Regions from separate parts of the Mus musculus genome. Here regions 2, 3, 4, 5, 6 and 7 are each linked to region 1. A link is a contact called in public HiCAR-type, HiChIP or PLAC-seq and promoter capture Hi-C data. All regions are on one chromosome and are shown on one strand. Each heading gives the region's core, a stretch centred on a gene start, on an enhancer-like site or on the middle of the called end of the contact. The rest is flanking DNA. Distances are from core to core; before and after follow the strand shown.

Region 1 (2,742 bases), core at 147-2,646:
TAGAGTTTGCCCATAATAACCTTGTTTGAGAATTTGCCATGCCCGGTGGTTTGCTGTTTTTCGACCTCTGCCCCAGTAAACGTTCACCAAAACTCTAGAATCCACCCATTGTATTGCTCTGTCCACGCTACATATTAAAAAAATGTTAAGGAGACGGCTCAGTGGGTAAGAGCACTGACTGCTCTTCCGAAGGTCCTGAGTTCAAACCCCAGCAAGCACATGGTGGCTCACAACCACCAGTAATGAGATCTGATGCCCTCTTCTGGTGTGTCTGAAGACAGCTACATTGTACTTATGTATAATAATAAATAAATTTTTTTTTTTAATGTTAAAGCTCAGAGGCTAAATAAACAGACTGGGGACATACGGCATCCAATTTTCAGGTCCTGTACTGAAACACACGCAACATAACTAGCTGTAACACCTATTTTTCTCAAATGACTGATAAAATAAATGTCCCTTTGCTGTGTCGGTAGCTCAGGCCTGTAATCGTAACACCAGAGAAGAGGGTTGGAATCAAGAAGATGGTTAGCGATAGGGTAGCTTGGGTTATAGAAGGATATATCTGAAAAAAAATTGAGTTTACATACATACTTTTAGAATACATAAATTCAATGCTCCCTATCTCAGCCAAGTTATTCACAATAAATCACCTCACTGTCTCGGCCTGCCTCCGTCAGAAGTGACTCAGCAGAGTAACGGGGCGGTAGGCACCCCCAGAGAAGGTCCGCAGATGAAGAGTACCCGGTAGGCAAACTTCTCCAGAGCACGTCCGGAAGCCTAATTCCGAGGGCCAGAAATCCTGGCTGGGGTCTGTTCCTAACTCCGCCCAGCTTGCCTCGGCTTCCTCTGGAGAGGCCCTAGGGCTCCTAGCTCCGACTGGTTGCAGCCGGTGTAGACCGGGTCGGGGCAGGTAGAGTAGCTCATCTCCCAACTCTTCCTGGAAGAAGCCGGGCCTGCTTGGGAGGGGGTTGGGGGTTGGGGGGAATAAACCTACTTCCTGGAGCTGGGGGAGGAGATGTTGACCTCTGAATCCACTCGGGACTCCGAACGGGAATCTCCCAGAGCAGTGTGCCTTTGCCTCCAAAATCCAGGTTCAACGCCCGTTTCCCGCTTAGGGCTATAGGAATACTGCCTATTCCTAGCCGCGAACATGCCTCTCCAATGCTTCCCAAACTCAAGGAAACTCAAAGAGGCAGTCCCGCAACTCTTCTTGCACGCGTGAGCCCCAACACAAATAGTAAGGCAGCACAGACTCTACACACCAGTGGGACAGCAACGACTGGTCAGAAAATGGGTTTGCTCACCAATCTGGAATCCGTGCCTGGATCAGTGCCGAGGACTTGCAGCCAAGGAGACGGCTCCTTCCAGTACTAAAGCCGGACTCCAGGAAAAAGGGGCGGGCCTGGCGGAGGAGGCGGGGCTGACCCCTGTGCTGGCTGGGACCAAACCCCGGGTCAGAAATGCGAAGATGCCCTAGACAAGTCTATGGAACAGTCTTTAAGAACATCATCATTAGAGACTTAGGCTTTCTACCGTATGCAAGTGTTTAATACACCTGTTCTCACTATCAATATATTGAAATGTCTAAAGAATAAAAGGTCTAGCCATACAATTAAAAGGTGACTGCATTTGATGGATTACAAAAATCTGCCAACTTTAAATTACCTGTGTGTATCTCTAATTTTAACGCATGGAACCAAAAGACTACTTTTATACTGAAGTACTTATACATTTACATATGCAAACTGAACTGGACTGGAACTGGACTGTAAGGGTTTTGGGTTTTTTGTTTGTTTGTTTGTTTTTAAGATTTATTTATTTATTTTATGTATATAAGTACACTGTTGCTGTCTTCAGACACATCAGAAAAGGGCATCGAATTCCTATTACAGATGGTTGTGAGCCACCATGTGATTGCTGGGAATTGAACTGAACTACTCAGGAAAAGCAGTCGGTGCTCTTAACCACTGAGCCACCTCTCTAACCCCTAGACTGTAAGTTATTAAAGGCAGGGCTACTGTGAAAAGAAAAGAATGCCAAACTTCCTGGTTTGGGAGACTGACAACCCAACTGATCTCAGAAGATGGGGGGAGGGGGAAAGACTTTGGGGAGGAGCTGGGGGTGGAGTAGGAAGTGGCTCAGCAGTAAATTGTTTGCCTTACCTGCATGAGCCTGTGAACTGGGCTGACTCACAATTGTAATTCAGCATTAGGAGACTGAGGCAGGAGGATTACTCATAAATTTAAACCAGCCTGGGCTACAGAGTGTTTTTGCCTCGAAAAACTTAAAACACAAAATGAAAAGTCAAGTCAGGAATAGATGTTTGGAGTGAGGATGGGAAAACATGGTGCAAGCATTCCTTTTTTTTTTTTTTTTTTTTTCTGGTTTTTCAAGACAGGGTTTCTCTGTAGCCCTGGCTGTCCTGGAACTCACTTTGTAGACCAGCCTGGCCTCAAACTCAGAAATCCGCCTGCCTCTGCCTCCCAAGTGCTAGGATTAAAGGTGTGTGCCACCACGCCTGGCTGGTGCAAGCATTCTTAAGAATCATAGAAAAACAGAGCAGAGAAGATGGGACGCTCAATGTCTAACATACAAGGGTAAGGTTTATTTGGTTTTGAGACAGGGTGATGTGACATGCATATTTCTCCCAGGCTGATTTCAAACTTGCTGTGTAGCTGAGAATGGTCCAGATTCTGCTTCTGTGGTGGTGGCGGTATTGCAAGCGTGCATCCCCTTGCC
Region 2 (2,742 bases), core at 82-2,581, 2.0 Mb after region 1:
TTAAATACCAAACACTAGTTCTGCCCTCCCAAATTTCCCCTAGCCCCTCCAATTTATTCTCTTCCCATTGGGAGGAATTTGCCTAAGGGCCAAAGAAGAAGTAAGGGGTCCACAAACTGCCTGTGCGATGAGAACAGGCTTCTGGAATCTGAGAACACTCGTTTAGTCAGTCACTGACCAGCCTGAGTTTGATTGTCCTAACTTGACTTTCTATACAGTACCACAGCACGGATACCTATTCTGTAATCTTCACATCCTCTGGGTGGAGAAATTTTTTTTGTTGATTTTACCAAAACAAAACAAAACAAAAAACTGATACTTGGAAACATTAAACTACCTGTCAGACCTGATCCACTTTATTTGGAGGTCCTCTGTAAGACGGGGTGTTTATCTTGTGTTGTTTTCACTGTACCTTGCGGAGCTCTGCACGTGGTAGAGCACCCAGAAAGTTGTTAAAAGAATCAAGACTGTGGATTCTCCAGGAAAACTGCGCCCAAGGCCTGGGTTAGAAGCACCAGAGGGCGCCCTCGAGGCCGTCCACTCGCCGGTCTCCAGGGCCCAAGCCGGACCTCAGGCCTGGGCGCGGTCCTACCGCTCCAAACAGCCGCGCGCCAGGGCGAGATCAGGGAACAAGAAGAGCCCCACGTCTTCCCACGCCCCGCCCCCTCCCCAGGGCCCCGCGGAGCTGCGAGGTGCGGAACCACGACACGACATCCTGTTTTGGGGGCCCGCGCGGCTCCGCCTGCATCTCTGCTGATCACGTCTTTTCCCGGGGTGCTGACGGCAGCTGCCCTCCCCCCACCTCTGTCTCCCCACCCTCCCCAGGGGTCTGGGACCTTCCCACTGCTGAATCACCACCACCCAGCATTCTCCCAAGGCTCAGGGCAGGGGTGGGGACTGCCCCAGCCTGACCCATTCCGGCTAACCCCTAGCCAGCCGCGGCTACCTCTAGATTCCCGGGCTGAGCGGAAGGCATTTCTCAGCCTTCCCGCGGAGGCTGCGGGGCGGGGAGTGAGATACTAGGAAGAGAACAAATGCCCAGCGCCTAGCTTAGGGCCCCTGCTGGGGGGTGGGGGGGAGATGCCAAGTGAAAGCGGGGAGACCTGACCTTGAGAGGCCAGACTCAAGGGGTCTCAGGGCTCACGGGGCGAAGAGTGGAGAGAAGCAGGGTGTGCGGGACTGTGCGGAGGGCAAAGCTTGCAGAAAACCCGAGGCTGGAGGGTGGGGGAGGCCTCCGACTTCCTAGTCCGCCCCGCCCCGGCCGGCCCGCCCCCGCGCCCCGCCCCGGCCCTGCCGGCCCGGCCCCCACCCCCCCACTTCCTCCGGCCTCCAGTTCTCACTTCCTTCTTGAGCCCAGAGCCGCCGCCGCCGCCCCCAGCTCCCCCGCCGCGGGGAGGGCACCAGGTGAGGCCCGGGTCGAGCCCGTCGGGCAGGGGTCCTGGGAAGAGGAGTTCAAGCTGGCCCGGACTGGGTACCCGGGAGCCGGGAAGTTTGCAGGAGGGAGGCCGAGGGCGGGAGGTTTTCGTTCACTGCAAGTTGGGCGGGCGCGGCAGGCCGGGCGGGGACAGCGGCCACCGCGACCCGATCGCTGGTGGCCGGGTTGAGGGTGGGATCCGAGGGACAGCGCGAGCTCCTGCTGTCCGCGAGGGACCACTGAGATCCGAACCGTGAGAGGCTCGGAAGTGGGAAAGCGCTGAGCTGTGAGGCTGGGACTCTGCGGTGGGGTGCCCTCAGAAGTTGTGGGGCTGTTCAGTAGTGTGTGAAAGGAAAGGGCCTCTGGGCTGCAGAAGGCGCGCTCTCTGCTCTGCAGTTGTGACATTTGTGAGGCTGGGGTTGGGGGTGGGGGGCGGTGTCTGAGGCCTCTGAAGTCTCACCCGGGAAGGTCGGAGCCAGTCCATAGCTGCTACACTGTTGCTGCTGAGGACTCGGTGGGGGAATCCCCATTCCCTCTCTGTATTTTTCTGAGCCAACCTCTTTATTCCTGTCCCATACAACAGCGGGTATTTAGTGAACACGTCTGTTGTGTCTATCAGACTCAATCTGGCCTTTTTTATTTTGAGGATAAACTGAGGAAGGAAAGGGCCACTATACCGATAGTCACTGACAACTTCCATGACTTTGAGAGGCAGCTGGAGTACTGGCTTTCGGTAATGATTGAGAGCTCTTAACGTCTTCTCCCTCACCTGAACTCCCCATACTGTCTTCCACATTCGCCATAGTGTCGACCACATTCGCCTCCTTCCGGCTCTTCCCCCAACCACATAGATGTACCCAGGCCCTGATCTCGCATTTACCCTGCCCTGCCTGTTGTTCAGCCTCTGACTACCACACACATATCTCCCCATTTTGTTTCTATCTTCCCTGCCGCCCTCAGTCCGTCTCCTTCCCTTGGTCTGTAATCTAGCTTTGGTGTCAGAAACTGCTTTAAACTTGCTGAGTTTGAGAGCCTTTTTCAAACGTCTTTAGCTTAGAGATGCTGGCTGCAACCTCCCGATGATGGAGATGATTAAACATGTGCACACGCCCGTGAACATGCAAGTTTTGGTGTTCTTTATCTCTTAGAGACAAAATAACTGCCCTCAGCCTTGAGAAGGCCCAGAGCAGAAGCCGGCAGAATGAAGGGAACCTGCGGTGGGTGACACTGTGGTTAGGCAAGGGGAAGCAGTCTGTAGCAGGCAGGGTTGGGTGACACAAGAATAAGATTAGTGAGAAAGTCCATGGGAAATCAAACTACCCTGATTC
Region 3 (2,742 bases), core at 172-2,671, 2.0 Mb after region 1:
AAAAATAATAACATGGAATCCTTACTCTCATCAGTCAGAAGAAACGGATTAAGTCAACAAGTGGTCCCAGGATTTTTTATTACCGAGAAGTCAAGAAAGGGCCATTTAAGTCCCTAGTGGTAAACAGGATTCCATCTAAGGACTTGCTTTGATATTTCACATGGGCACAAGCAAAAGACAGATTTCCTAAGGGAAAGGAGGGACTACGGTGGTTCTCACGGTGGTTAGAACAGAAAGGCACACCTGAACACCAAGCTGTAGAAAAACAGACCCAGCCCTGCCCTGATCTTCCCTGCCCATCCCGAGTGGCCTCAACCCACCATTGCCACACACCCCCTTATACCTCAAGTGATAAAACTGGCTAAAAGGAATTTTAACATCTGAGAAGGCTACTCTTCCAGACAAGAAGTCCTGAATGGGGCCTCAACCTTACTGATCTAAAAAGTCAAGGTGTCCCCATGAGGCTTCTCACTACCTTCCGGAGGAGGGATAAGGAAAGTTGCTCTGGGGAAATACTAACATTAGGCATGACTACTACACGAAAGAACTTCTTGGACTACTGAGACTACACAGTGTTATGGTGTATCTCACATGTGCGGAGATTCCAACGTGCCCACTTCGGGCCACTCAGTCTTGAGTCAATCAAGCCCCCAGCCCAGTCCAGCCCGCCGCAAGGCCTTCTTTACCTGCTTCGGTAGACTCTTCAGAAGTCGCCCCGGAGCTAGCTCCTGTATTCTTTTCACTGTGACTATGGCTGAGACTCTGGCCCTGATGCAGAAGGAGCCCCCAAAGAAGCCACAGGGCAAGACGGGCGCACACATCCATGACGGTAGGTCTCAGTCAACATGCGCCTGCTGTAGACACCTTTGGATCCCAGAAGCAAATCCCAGAGTCAGGGAGTGCAGCCGACGGTTCCAAAGCAAGATGCCCTCGCGGCGCCGCAGCTGTCCAGCCACCTGCGGGCTTACCTCCTCCGATAAGCGAAGGTCAAGTGCCCCAAGTTTGGACGCAGAAGGATCGGAGTCTCCGGTCCAACTGTAGGTCCGCCGGGGCTGCGGCGGCGGCCTGAGCTCTATCTGCTTCCGGAGAGTTTGAGCAGGGTGGCTGCGGGGCCGCTGTCAGCTCCGCAGCCTGCTGCACCCCTGCGGGAGGAGGCGGGCAGAATCTCCCGCCCGCACTGAGGTGGGGGAGGGAGAGAAGAGAGGAGAGAAGGGGGGCACCTGACCTCGCCCCGAGAAACAGCGGTGAGCCTCAGCAGCTAGGGCTTCGGCGTGCGACCTACAGGCCCCAGCAGACACGGATGTCTCCGGGATCCTAAGACTCCTAGGCCGAGGTCAGCGCCCCCGCCGGGTCCGGTACCTCTGCGGCTCCTGGTGCCCCGGTGCAGCAGGCGGACGCGCACGGGCCAGGCCCGGGACAGCGGCTCCCGGGAGGGCGGGAGGGCGGGAGGGCGGCACGGGGCGGGCCCGAAGTGGGCGGGGGCGTGCTCTACCGCCGGCCCGCCCCGCGCCGCCCGGCCCCCAGCGAAGCCCGGGCCCGCCCCAGAGCCGGCTTATCCCGGAATAACCTGTTGGAGAGCGCCCGCCAGAGCCCCCCGCAACTGGCGGGGTCTCTTGGGGACCCTGCCTGCGCTGGTGGTCGTCAGGACCGCGGCCCCGCGACAAGGATGGGGCCTCGGCCTCTGCCGTGCGCACCCCAGCCTCCAGCTCTAACGCCCGCCCGCAGGCGGGCCCCTGACACGCAGTTGCTCAGGTAACTCAGGCCTGCGGCGGCGGTGACAGCTACTGCCCTGTCCGGATCTCCGGGCCGCAGCGCTGCTCTCCGGACTCCACTGTAAAGTCAGGTTGGACAGAAACTCCGCACTAGGATGACAAACCTGGAGCCGCCTGGGGTGACTATGGTCCTGCTAGGTTTGGCCAAGGGGCGCGCTCCCAGCCCCCAACTCCCGACTCCCAGGCTCCGCCCTTTCGACGCGCCTCGCAGCCAATCGGCTTCCGCCTCTCAATAACCCGCGCCTCCGGTCTCCCGTACGCAGCGGTCCCTGGTGGCCACATCTAAGTACTGCAAAAGGACTAGTTCCTAGGTGGCCCTGACCCTTTCTAGAGGGTTACTGAAGGGAAGGGAAGCCCCTAGTCAAGCCCTTTAGAGGCTACAAGTGTTTAAAGAAGAAATTGTTCCAAAAAGCAGAATGAAATGCCCATCCCACTGTAGGTAAAACGTCACCTGTACGTAGCCTAACAGGTCTATCTGCTTTCCTAACACCCTGCCCGTCCCTGATCTACATCCTATGCCCTTGTGTAGCTCTTGCAACCCACCTCTCAGGCCCCACCCTCTTGAGGTTTGTGGGGTAAAGCCCGTGATGGTTCCTCCCATCTCATTCTCCTATCTCTCTGATTCCGTTAGAGGAGATGGTAGCGACTTGAGAATAAGTGCCCCAAAAACAGAGAACCCCGCCCAGGCTTCCTTTAGCAAAGCCTATACTTCCTGTTCTCTTCTCAAGCGTACTGTCAGCAGATCTTTACCGAAACCTCCGTGCCCTACCCCTGTCCTTGGCACCGGAGGCAGGAGACTGGATTAGGCCCAGTCCCTCTTCTGACAGTGATAAACCAGCTCCTGTTATGAGTGAGCCCTTTGAAGACCAGAACACGGATTTGCCCAACAGCTGCCTGGCTTAAGGGTTAGGCTGTTGATATAAAAATACATGTCAGACGTCATCTACTATCACTCTCTCCACTCTGTTAA
Region 4 (2,742 bases), core at 66-2,565, 1.8 Mb after region 1:
CATAACTCGCTCTTGGCGGCCATCTAAATAATCAAATCACAGTTAGCATTAGCAGTTATTAAGCGGGCAATACCAAAGAATCAAGTATATTCAGCTTTTAAAACTGTTTAAAACAATTAAGAGATTGTCTTTGGGGTCTGCAGAGACTGCTCAGTGGTTAATCATGTCTACTCGGATTAAGTCTTTGTCTATTTGGGTTAAAAGTCTTTGTCTATCGACCTATGATAGAGGAGGCAGCCCTCTGTGAGTTTGAGGCTAGACTGATCTACACAGAGTAAGTTCCAGGCCAGTCAGAGAAACCCTGTCCCAAGAACAAACAATGTAAAAAAAAAAAAAAAAAAAAAAACCTCCCCACAAAAATGCAGAGGCAGGAGAGATGATACTACACTCCCACCTCAGAAGAGACCAGAAAAATGACAGATGTTCAAAAAATGTGGTGTCCTGCCTTTTCTTTTTTTCCTTATTTCCTCCTACACCAGATCATCGACTCCGCGGTTCTTTTGTCTGTTATTTTGTTTAAGAAATGAGGAAAGACAGGCACAGGGCTATTATGAGCTATGGGTTTCAATTCTAACCTCACCAACTACTAGCTGGGGTGGAATGGGGGTGTTGGGGTGCTTTTTCGTGTCTTTGCAACCTCTTCTAAAAAAATGGAGCCAAAAGCAGCTACCTCTGAGGATGGCGGCAAGGAATAACAGTGCTCGGGAACAATCTCAGACAGGGTTGGAGGGAGTCTGGAAGGGAGCACAAAGTCAAAGTCAAAGGGAACACACAAAGGTCAAGAGAATGGGGACAGACTGAGCAGACACAGGCCCAGCTGACAGACAGGGCGGGAAGCGCGGCGGGAAGCGCGGGAAGCGGCGAGGCGCCGCGGGTCGGGCGGGTCGGGCGGGCCGGCGATAGTGACCGCTGGGCTCTCCGCAGCCGGGTCCCCTCTCCTCCTCCCCATCCCCACGGACCCCTCACCTCGCTTGATCACATGCATCGCCGCTAGAAGCTGAAGTGCTGAGAGGTTCGAGACCAGTTAGCAGCTCCGAGGCGAAGAAGGGACAGAGACGACTGTCAGATGTGAAGGGTTGGACTCCGAGAGGCTGCTCGGACGGAGGGATGGAAGCTGCGCGATAGACAGCACTTTCCTCACCAGAGCAGACTAACCGAATTACGAACTCCTTCCCGCTCCCGCCACCCGTGACGTGCAGAGCAACGCGACGGACGGAATTCGAATGACGTTCTTGACGTTTCAACGCCGGGAGTTGAATGGGCGGAAACTGAGCAGTAGACAGACAGCACACGAGTCCCTTGGCCGCCATATTGAGTGTGGGCAAAGCCCGGGAGACTGCGCTCCTTTCCACCACATTGGGTGAAAGCGGACCTGGCGGGAACGAGTTCTCCTGCCGCCATATTGGGTGTGGGCAAGCAAATCTCCCGAGTATTTTTATTTCATAACAAAAAAGTAACCAACCAGATATCCAGAACACCTTTTTCCTTTTTCCTTCTTCCTCCTCCCTTCCCCCTTCCCTACCCCTCTGACTTTTTTTTTTTTTTTTTTGCTATTTTACATTATGGACATTATGGAAACACCAAGATTTTGTTCTGGTTTGCACTAAAGCCTACAACCCGCAAATAAGAAGCAGATAGGAAGCCCGGGGCTCGTAGGTCTACACTCCTCAGTTAAAGAGTGGGGCTAGACCAAAGGTGTTTGAATTTCAGCCTTACAGAAATAGGGGTACTGTGAAACTCTTATGAAGGCCCACAGTCCATTTGCTTTTACAGTTTTGTGGATGGTAGTAGAGATAGGATCAGCAATAAGATAGTCGTCGCCACATTAATACGTGAAAACAGCCAGACATTATGCAGAGACCAAGACATCTGCGAATACTCAGTCCTAAGGGACTTCTCCATCAAATCCCTCCCCAAATGACTCAGGGGGCCCCATAGAAAAGGAGGAAGAAAGAGTGTAAGAACCTAGGGGGATGGAGGACACCGAAGAATCAAGGCCCTCTATGCTCTTATAAACTCTTGAGACTAAGGCAGCATGCCCAGGGCCTGCCTGCCTTCCAGTTTACTAGTGTTTTTTATGGGATTTTATAGTGTTCGCCTGAGTGTGCGAACAAGTGTATCTCTGATTCTTGTTCCTTCTCATGCATTCTGTCCTTCTGTTGGTTCTGTTCAACACTGATGTGCTAGTTTTCTTTCTTTTTTTTTTTTTCTTTTTTCTTTTCTTCCCTTGGAAGCCTGTTTGTTTTCTAACGAGAGACAAAACGGGGCAGGACCCAGATGGGGAGGAACTGGAAGGAGAGAAGGGAAAACATAATCAGGATATGTTATGTGAGGCGAAAAAAAAAATCCATTTTCAATAAAATGGGGGGAAAGGCTAGGTGAAAAAAAGAAAGAATAGTTAAAGTCGTACTTTAAACCTATTCAAGACAAGTATAAAAACTAATTTCGGTCATAAAACTGATCTTCATAAAATAATGTATGTGGCATTCTTTCGCTAAAACCTATCATTTGCTTCTTACACCCTCCAGAAGGGGTCCATCTCCACCCACAACTGACACATCATAGGAAATCCTACATGAAGCTAGAGGACCAGGGCTATCCAGGGGGAAAATATGATATGGAAACACAATTGATATTCAGATGTTAGGGGAATATAATATCATTTGCTAGAAATGGAGCTGGAGATCATCATAATAAGCCAAGCTTATAGAGACAAATATTGCATCTTTTTTTATAATGTGG
Region 5 (2,742 bases), core at 75-2,574, 1.7 Mb after region 1:
GGAAAGCACCTCCACTGTGCCCATGAGCAATGGGAAATTAGCAAGCATTATTCTACCCCACCTCCAGATCAATAAAGGCTTACTGCCCTTGATCTGTGAGCAGCCTGATACCTGCCTCCAGTAAACTGAAGTCAGGCAACTGGAGCTGGTGGCTCAGGAAAGGAGCCTTGCCCAGCTCCACAATAAATGCCTGAGTCTCACTTCTACTGTTCCCACAGACCAGTAACTTCCTCTTTTTCTGCAAACTCAGAATAGGGCGCTCACCAGGCATTTAATCTGCCAGCACCCGAGTCTTGAAATACTCAGCCTCCAAAACTGTGAGAGATGAATGATAGTGAGCCACTGGGTTTGTCGTGGCCAGCAGAGCAGACGAGGTGCTATCCTCAGACAGACATTATCCCTCCCCAACCCAGTCTGACAGAAGCACAGACATTGAAATCCCTGCGTGGTGGACTTCAGGTCTGAGATTAGCTTGTAGCACTATTGCTTTCTAGTCCGAAGGGACAAAGACACCGAACTGGGGGGAGAGGGACAGCTCTGCGGTAGATCCACACCCTGCACTGTAGAGAACAGAAAGACACAGGAAGCACTACCCTATGAGTGTTGATCCTAGCAAGTGAGTTCCAGAGAATTTAGCCCCTTTTCAGAGTCATGGCCATCCCAAGTAGGCCTGGGTTCTCTGATGGGGCTAACAATGCCAAATACAGGTTTAAAGACTGGAGGAGGGAAGGGGGGAGAAGGGGTGTAGAGGTTGGGCTTTTGTTTCTTGTTGATTTGGTTGTTGTTTTGTCAGCGGTGGGGGTCGTTTAGTTGGTTGGTTTTGGTTTGGTTTTGCTTGTTTATTGATGCCAGATCTCCTGTATCCCAGGCTAGTATCAAACTTGCTGTGTAGTCAGGGTTGACTTTGAACTTCTGATCTACCTCCACCTCTGCATTGCAAGCACGTGCCTCCACACCCTAATATGTGATCTTTTGACATCCTAATTTTAATTTTCCCTTGGTAAGGAGAAGAGAAAGATTAACTGGATTTAAGCTAGAACACAGCTGAGCATTGAGAAACACAGCCTGCTGCCAAGTAATAAATAAAGCTGAAAAAGTGAGGTGCCCGGGCATGTTCACCCAACATCAGCTTTCCCTACTGCTCCATCAGCCCCCGCCTGGTTCCAAGTTTATCGAGTTTATTTTAAAAGCTTAGAGAGAAGAATCGGGAACGATGTTTGGTCGTGGAGGAAACTGAGCGCACGGGTGTCTTCCAGTTTCGCGCTCACCCTACAGGCTCGTTCCGTGGACTCGGGCGCCCCCACGCGGCGGCACGCACAAGCCTCGGGCGCCCGGGTCCTGGTGACAGAGCCACCAGGCACCGCGCTCCCAGCTCACAGCCTTCGGCCGCCCTCAACCCCGCCGCTTCCCACGGGCCTCGTCAGAGCATGGGGACTTAATGTTTACGAGATCGCCAGGCTCCCGCGGGCCGCTGTGGCGACAGCCAGCCCGCGGCGCTAACGAGCCCCAGCGGAGCGCCGCGGAGGCCCGGCTTTGGCAACCTGGCGCAAGCCTGCCGTGGCCGCCTGCAAGCAAGCTCCCAGTGCCACCCACGGAAGCCGAGGTCGCCACAGCCACACCAACGAGTGGCCAGGGAGACCGAATCTAGGGTTTCCGGTGTTTTGCTGGCCCGATCTCCAGATCCACCCCTCCCGGTCCATTCAAAAGCCTTGACCACTGAACCCTAGACCCTGGCCCAGTAATCTCTCCCCAGTGACCAGTGGTCAGGCGGAAAAAGGAGAGAGAGTAATCATTATATCTCATCCTGGGGTGTGTTCAACTTATTCTCCAAACTGACAGCGCTGGGGGTCACCTACTAACTTCTGGGCAAGAGCCACACATCAGAATGAGGATCAATCATGACTTGTCCCCAGAAGAGAGTGAAAGGCTCACATTTACAGTCTGTGTGCCAGGAACTGTGAAACTACTTACATTAATTTCCTCAGTCCTAACAACACTGCGATAGGCCCTGTTGTACATACACAGTTGTTCGCATTTCAGAGAAGGAAACTGAGACCTAAGCCCACATGGTGACCCTGAGACCCAGAGACCGATTGAGGCAAAACAAAAGCTCTCCGAGCTTGGCTCGGTTAAAGACCATCCTCCACTACGTAATCAGTTACAGTAGAGGCTAGCCTGGGCTATGTGAGACCCTGCCTCAATTTTTTTTAAGGTGAAGAGAGCCTTGCATTTTTCCTAAGTATCTTCCAGGACACACACACACACACACACACACACACACACATATACGCACGCACGCACGCACGCACGCACTACACAGGAAAAAGCTCCATGGCCCTGCAAGTTGAGAACCACTTACTTAAGCTACCCTCCTCAGCTTTGGGGAGTAGTAGCTGACAATTTCTTTTAATCAGTTGGAGTCTTTCCGAGGGGGACAGATGTTTCTCTTGGTTTAAGTCTGGGTTTTGATGCTTACCATAGCAGAACTTCCTCTTTCAACATACACTAGCATCCTGTGGCACTGTCTGACGGAGTATACTTTGGGATACGTCTCAAATGTTCATAATGACAACATTTTCTGGCCATTTTCCTGTGCACTAAGCACCATCGCATGTGCCAATCTACCCCTTAAAACTCCCTGGATAACTTGGGGGGAGAGAGAAAAATTCAGAGCTGAGAATGCTATGGGTGGTAACGAAAAGCTTCCGGGCTGAGGGCTGGGGGCATTGCCACACTTGCCTG
Region 6 (2,742 bases), core at 114-2,613, 1.7 Mb after region 1:
AATAAGTAGAAGAAGCTTTTCCTGTCCTGGACAAAATGTACTTGCATATCACCAGGGACAACTTGGGTTGCCAATACACACTCAAGTTAGTAGAGAATATGATTAAAACCCAAAGTATAAACATCTCACTTCACCAACACACTAATAATGTGCTAGACAATAATATCAATAGCATTAATTCTTCCCAAATAAAGACTTGGGTCATTTTGTCAGGGAGAGGGAAGTTTGAAATATCAAAGTACTATCTGTGAGTGAAGGGAGTTTGGGTCTTCAGTAGGTGGGGTCTTCAAACAATTACCAAGGTGGGAGCTGAGGCAGCTCTGAGTACAATATGTTAGTAGTCCTGTGTGCACATTATAGAGTATATATCAGCACACCCCTAGGGTGTGCATTAATCTCTCTATCCAGTGTGTAAACTGAAACAGAGCATCCTCTGGTGGTGAATAGCAAAATAGACATTGACTCTACCCTCTGCCTTATTTTGGGACCCAAGTTCTTTGCCTGCAGGAAATAGCAGCAGACCTTCCGTGGTAGAAGCAGAGTCGTTTTCTGATGTTTATAGATGTCTTCGTCCTTTCGGATGCTTGACTCTTTTTCATTCTGCTTTCTAGGACTGTTGTGCTCCAGGAACCAAGCCCCAGTACAACAGCACAATCTAGACAGTAGATGTTGCCTGGCGGCCTTTCACTAAGAGAGATCTCTTAAACAGGACTAGAAATTTCAAATCACAGAATGGTTTTGTTTCCTAAATATAATAAATAGCGAGGAAAATTCCACTGCTGTTTTTAGCGCAAGTTATAATACAATATCAATTGTCCATAAGTCTTAACTCCCTTCACTGGTACAACACATACCTTGACATCATAAAGAATAAATTTCTAGCCCCAAACTATTTGAAAAGAGCAAAATCACACAACAGAGTGGTGGGAAATGGGTATACTTCAAGTACTCTGTACAATTAATATATACTAATAAAAAACAGTGACGGTGGCGGGATCAGTCTTGGGGGAAGCTATCCATCCCTGTAGGAAACAGATGGTGACTCCTCCCTCTCCCATTCAGACCTCTTCTCTCAGAAGCTCCCAGGTAAGAAGAAAAGACCAGTGTCAAAGATCGATATCCTGTAGATTACATTCTGTTAAAGGGGACAAGGGGGCCTTAGAGAGACCCAGGAGGACAGGTACTGAGTTTTTTCCCTGCCTGTGGCCAGGAGTCAGTTTCTTGCACCTCTGACCTCTCTCCTCCCACTCTCTGCCCTGTCTCTGCCCAGTCTCCGCCCAGCCTCCGCCTTCTCTGCCTCTAACCTCCTCTTGCCACTCAACTCCTCACTCCTCCCCTTGCTCCTCCCTCTTCCTGCTAGACCTGCCTCTGAGAGGAAACTGAAAGTGAAATTTGGACTGCAGGCTTGCAAAAGCGAAGCTGGGAGCACATAACTAAAGCTGAGGACCCTGGTTAGGTGAGTGAGACTGGGACCCCTGGCCGGCCTAGGTGGGCTCTTTATCCCCACACCAGATTCAAGGAGCCTCTTCCCATCAGCACCCCACACTCGGGAATTTGCGAACCCACCTGCTGCTTCTTTTCATCAGAGTTGTCTTGTCCTAGCCCTGCAGAGCTGCCCATGCTGGCCTGTGGAAGCTGGGCTCTGAAAGTGACTTTCCTAGTGCCCTGGACTAGCTGAGACGACAGTCCTAGCAAGGGCAGGAGAAGCAGGGTGGTGACCTAGGCCAGAGGGGAGCTCAGGGAAACCCTTACCCCTTGAAGATCCCTGCTTGAGGAGAGTGCTATCCATGTAGAAATTTCTGTGGATTTAAGATACTCCACACCCTAAAGGAAGTTGAGACTAGGTTTGGAGCAGCTTAGAGAAGAGCCCAGGGAGTGCTCCCCAAAAATGTTCACCGGTGAGCACACCTGCATGTTATGTACATAGACATTTATAGAGGGGAACATATGGGCACGCCTACATTGATGCATTTGTGCACAAGTATAGTTTGCATATAAAAACATCAATATATGTGTACATACATATATAAAAACATGCATATACACACATGCAACTCTTATAACTGGGCCATATACTCTTAGACAATGTACTCCGGATAATGAATGACATCTTACATGAACCTGAGTGGGGTCGCTAATGACACACCTAGGCTGCATTGTGTTGCCTATTGCACAACCACCATATGTGCAGCCTGTCATATTTGACAAAATGTCTACTATGATGTATAGCTGCATAAACCTTGACTCCTAATGCCTGACCCCTGTGGTTTCTGCCAAGATTAATGAAGACTAGTATGAGCTAACTCTGGTTGGAATATGGAGGGTCTGTGGTGATATGGTAAATGGTCGTTACTGCCATGACTGACGTCTCTGGGCAGTAGAGGCATAAGATGACAGAAAGGAAATGGGAGACGCCTAGACAGTGAGGGTTAAGCAGGGATGGGTGTGGTGACGGTGGAGCTGTTAGCAGCGTTACCCCCACCAGTTTTCTCTGTCTCTTCTAGAAACTCGGTTTCCCCTTCTGCCTGGCTTGCTCAGTGGGTGAGGCCGGAGGAGAGGCTCCTGTCATTCAGGTTGGTGCTTTTGCCTTCTGCCTTTCCCTCCTGTGTCATCGCTTGTCCACCTTGGCATTATTTGGGGGAGTTTGGGGTTTGCCTTGCTTTTGCTTTTGTCCTACAAACTCTCATTTTTATCTCTTCGCCCCTCTGCATCTCTCAAGATTCCACGGCAGATATCACCCTC
Region 7 (2,742 bases), core at 115-2,614, 1.6 Mb before region 1:
TCACCCAATTCCTCCCAGAAAACTGTTTTCAAAGAGCCATAAGGATGCTGAGCAATGGAAGGGAACACACACACACACAAACACACAGAACTTTTTTTTTAAGAAAAAGTATTCATCCACCCAGAGACCTAGGGAAGAACCAAACTGTAGTGCCGAAAATAAATAAAAAAAATTCAATGAGATGGTTCCTAGTGATATTCTGCTAGATTCATAGATTGGTGCCTAACTCAGTCGTCATCAGAGAGGCTGCCTCTTGCAGCTGATGGGAGATGTAGAGGCCCACTGACAAACATTAAGAGGAGAAAGAACCTGGGTTGGAGGCCTACATAAGGTCCCGCCCCTTGGAGCTCGGGAAACCCAGCAGAAGACAAGGAAGAATAATTGTGGGAGCCAGAGGGGTCGAACACAGGTGAGGACAGCCTGTAGAATCAACTGAGCAGGGCTTATGGAAGCTCAAAGAAGGGGCAATCATGGAGCCCTCAAGGTTCTGCCCTAGGTTGTCTGCAAATGTGTTATAGTTTGTTGGCTTGGTTTTTTGGGAGGACTCCTAATAGTGGGAGATGGGATGTCTCTGACTTTTTTGCCTGCTCTTGGGACTCTTTTCCTCCTAGTGAGTTTCCTTGTCCACACTTGATGTTAGGGTTTGTGCCTGGTTTTTGTTTTTTTGTTGGTTGTTGTTGTTGTTTGTTTGTTTTTTGCCCCACCCCCTTGTGCCTGGTTTTATTGTGCTTTGGTTGATGTCCCTAGGAGGTCTGCTCTTTTCTAGGGGGAGAAAGGGGAGAAAGGAGAGTGGGGGCTGGGAGGAGTGATGGGAGAGGAGGCTGCAGTCTGGGTATATTGTATGAGAAAAGAATAATTTTTTTTTTTTAAATGTCAGGTATTTGTCCATTACTTTAGCTTTTAGTGCTAACTTAGGTTTTTATTTATGTCAATAAAAGAACATAATACCTGCAGCTTTCCTGGACATAATTTATCTCACTATCACTAATAAAGACTGGGTTTAAACTGGCATCGTCACAAAACCAGCCAGGACTGCAACTCCTCAGGCAAGAGCGCCACATTCCACCACAGGCCCACCCCTCTGACGCAGTTCTCCTCAGGTACTCACTTTCCCGGCATGCTCCGCCCGGAAGGCGCCTCCTCCAAGAACGCCCCAGCCAGCCGACGCAGTGCAAGAGAAACCCGGCAGGGGGCGCCGAGATCCCAGTTCGCCACAGAGCACCGCAGACCTTGAGGCCCGCCCAGCTCGTCGCTCCAGAAACGTCAACACGTCGGGCCGCCCTCCCTCAGACTGCCAGCTAGGCAGGCTCTGATGCGCACGCGCAAACGCGGTAGCCACGCGCCGAGTTACTGCGCATGCGTCCTCTGAGACGTGCCTCCGCCCCTCTGCTCCCCCTCTCCCCGCGCGCGCACACACAGCTCGGAGTTTCCCTTTCCGGGCCCCCGAGAGGAGGGGCTGAGGTGAGAGCATGAGGTTGTCGCTGGCTGCCGCTATCTCCCACGGCCGCGTCTACCGCCGCCTGGGCCTGGGTCCGGAGTCCCGCATCCATCTGCTGCGGAACTTGCTCACGGGCCTAGTTCGCCACGAACGCATCGAGGCGACATGGGCACGCGCGGACGAGATGAGGGGCTACGCGGAGAAGGTGAGAGCCAAGCTATTCACCGCCGGGTCCAGCCTCAGACCGCCGCTCTGGCCGTGTGTGGGGAGTAGGGCCACGCTGGGAGAACTTTCCACGGTAGCGAATTCCCGTGTGGCACTCAGCTGAACGCGTCACTCCTGCGCAGCAAATGGAAGGCTGGTTGGGGCTCCGAAGGAAGGAGCGCCCAGAATTAGCTTAGCTGGTGGGATGGTTGGATGAAGGTAAGACAGAAGAGTAAGGTGGGCGCCTCGGTTCTTGACTCGTCTTGCATCCATGTGTTTTGTCCTCACAGCTCATCGATTATGGAAAGCTGGGCGACACCAACGAACGAGCCATGCGTATGGCTGACTTCTGGCTCACAGTGAGTGCTCCCTACCTGCTAGTGAGGAAGGAATCCTTAGAGAACCGGGTACCTGGCAGATTGAAGGCAGGGCATTCTTTTATGTACCAGACTTGCGAACTACCTTAGACACGTATTTCTCTTATTTGACTTGGGTAAAATGAGCATCCGCATAACTTCCTGTAAGTGTTTCTGTGTAACTTGGTACCTGAATGGGTGGTGGGAAAGCCTGTGAAGATGGTTTTGAACCCTACCTCTGGGAATAATCTATAGTTAAATGCCTCTACAGTTGTGACTATTTTTTCTGATTAACTCTCCCCATCTAGGAGAAGGACTTGATCCCAAAGCTGTTTAAAGTGCTAGCGCCTCGGTTCCAAGGTCAGAATGGGAACTACACAAGAATGCTACAGATCCCGAATCGGAAGGAGCAAGATCGGGCCAAGATGGCGGTGATAGAATATAAAGGGAACTACCTCCCTCCCCTGCCTCTGCCTCACAGAGACAGCAACCTTACTCTCCTAAACCAGCTGCTCCTGGGACTGCAGCAGGACCTGCACCATAACCAGGACGCAAGCCTCCACAGCTCCTGTACAGTTCAAACACCAAAGACTTAACTGGAGCTGGAGAGTGGTGCATAGGTGTGGTGCCCGTGTTCGTGGGTCTTGGAGCTCGTGTAGTGTGTGAGGCCTGGAAGTAGCATTGTAAAGCCCCCTCATAATGAGACCCAGACCTCCCTGCTGACTCACACGATCCTCTTTGCAC

Evidence for each region. Promoter capture Hi-C pulls out the DNA fragments that hold promoters and counts their contacts. HiCAR-type assays count read pairs that join an accessible place to other places. HiChIP or PLAC-seq counts read pairs in DNA pulled down with a chosen protein or histone mark.
Region 2: a contact with region 1 is called in an H3K27ac HiChIP or PLAC-seq map of embryonic stem cells, with 6 times the contacts expected there. The contact joins the promoter of Rhog here to the promoter of Trim6 in region 1. A contact is called at or near these places in 2 of 39 promoter capture datasets (embryonic stem cells and stem cell-derived epiblast-like cells) and 2 of 115 datasets of contacts at active chromatin or transcription factors (both in embryonic stem cells).
Region 3: a promoter capture Hi-C map of embryonic stem cells shows a contact between it and region 1, with 4 times the contacts expected there. The contact joins the promoter of Stim1 here to the promoter of Trim6 in region 1. A contact is called at or near these places in 1 of 39 promoter capture datasets (embryonic stem cells), 1 of 484 Hi-C or Micro-C datasets (embryonic stem cells), 3 of 115 datasets of contacts at active chromatin or transcription factors (all in embryonic stem cells) and 1 of 9 other capture datasets (adipose tissue).
Region 4: an H3K27ac HiChIP or PLAC-seq map of embryonic stem cells shows a contact between it and region 1, with 8 times the contacts expected there. The contact joins the promoter of Rrm1 here to the promoter of Trim6 in region 1. A contact is called at or near these places in 10 of 39 promoter capture datasets (the HPC-7 cell line, cranial neural crest, embryonic stem cells and 3 more) and 6 of 115 datasets of contacts at active chromatin or transcription factors (embryonic stem cells and epiblast stem cells).
Region 5: a HiCAR-type map of astrocytes shows a contact between it and region 1, with 9 times the contacts expected there. The contact joins the enhancer-like site here to the promoter of Trim6 in region 1. A contact is called at or near these places in 6 of 39 promoter capture datasets (cranial neural crest, embryonic stem cells, frontonasal cranial neural crest and 3 more), 1 of 15 datasets of contacts at CTCF or cohesin (stem cell-derived epiblast-like cells), 5 of 484 Hi-C or Micro-C datasets (adipose-derived mesenchymal stem cells, beige adipocytes, cerebral cortex and 2 more), 4 of 115 datasets of contacts at active chromatin or transcription factors (astrocytes, embryonic stem cells, epiblast stem cells and 1 more) and 2 of 9 other capture datasets (adipose tissue and liver).
Region 6: a promoter capture Hi-C map of liver shows a contact between it and region 1, with 4 times the contacts expected there. The contact joins the promoter of Trim21 here to the promoter of Trim6 in region 1. A contact is called at or near these places in 10 of 39 promoter capture datasets (the 3T3-L1 cell line, 3T3-L1-derived adipocytes, the HPC-7 cell line and 7 more), 1 of 484 Hi-C or Micro-C datasets (B cells) and 1 of 115 datasets of contacts at active chromatin or transcription factors (embryonic stem cells).
Region 7: a contact with region 1 is called in a promoter capture Hi-C map of embryonic stem cells, with 4 times the contacts expected there. The contact joins the promoter of Mrpl17 here to the promoter of Trim6 in region 1. A contact is called at or near these places in 6 of 39 promoter capture datasets (the 3T3-L1 cell line, cranial neural crest, embryonic stem cells and 2 more) and 1 of 9 other capture datasets (adipose tissue).

Annotation. Positions count from the first base shown.
Region 1 is chr7:104,217,449-104,220,190 of GRCm38.p6, reverse strand. It overlaps Trim6 (tripartite motif-containing 6), which reads right to left and starts at 1,396. Exons shown (of 8, transcript NM_001013616.2): 1 at 1,308-1,396.
Region 2 is chr7:102,248,707-102,251,448 of GRCm38.p6, reverse strand. It overlaps Rhog (ras homolog family member G), which reads left to right and starts at 1,331. Exons shown (of 2, transcript NM_019566.3): 1 at 1,331-1,404.
Region 3 is chr7:102,266,498-102,269,239 of GRCm38.p6, reverse strand. It overlaps Stim1 (stromal interaction molecule 1), which reads right to left and starts at 1,421. Exons shown (of 12, transcript NM_009287.5): 1 at 687-1,421. The coding sequence starts at 825.
Region 4 is chr7:102,440,268-102,443,009 of GRCm38.p6, reverse strand. Rrm1 (ribonucleotide reductase M1) reads right to left here and starts at 1,315. Exons shown (of 19, transcript NM_009103.3): 1 at 967-1,315; 2 at 1-23. The coding sequence starts at 985.
Region 5 is chr7:102,511,838-102,514,579 of GRCm38.p6, reverse strand. It overlaps the pseudogene Gm8556. Among named protein-coding and RNA genes, the nearest start is that of Gm38627, 7.7 kb to the right of the region's middle. Within about 2 kb of position 1,324, at least 106 of the 459 cell types and tissues checked have an H3K27ac peak or open chromatin away from gene starts, as enhancers often do. A contact at or near this core is called in astrocytes, beige adipocytes, cerebral cortex and 3 more, where this site is marked.
Region 6 is chr7:102,564,103-102,566,844 of GRCm38.p6, reverse strand. It overlaps Trim21 (tripartite motif-containing 21), which reads left to right and starts at 1,363. Exons shown (of 8, transcript NM_009277.4): 1 at 1,363-1,456; 2 at 2,505-2,573; 3 at 2,720-2,742.
Region 7 is chr7:105,809,709-105,812,450 of GRCm38.p6, reverse strand. Mrpl17 (mitochondrial ribosomal protein L17) reads left to right here and starts at 1,364. Exons shown (of 3, transcript NM_025301.2): 1 at 1,364-1,643; 2 at 1,933-2,001; 3 at 2,307-2,742. The coding sequence starts at 1,470. The coding sequence ends at 2,594.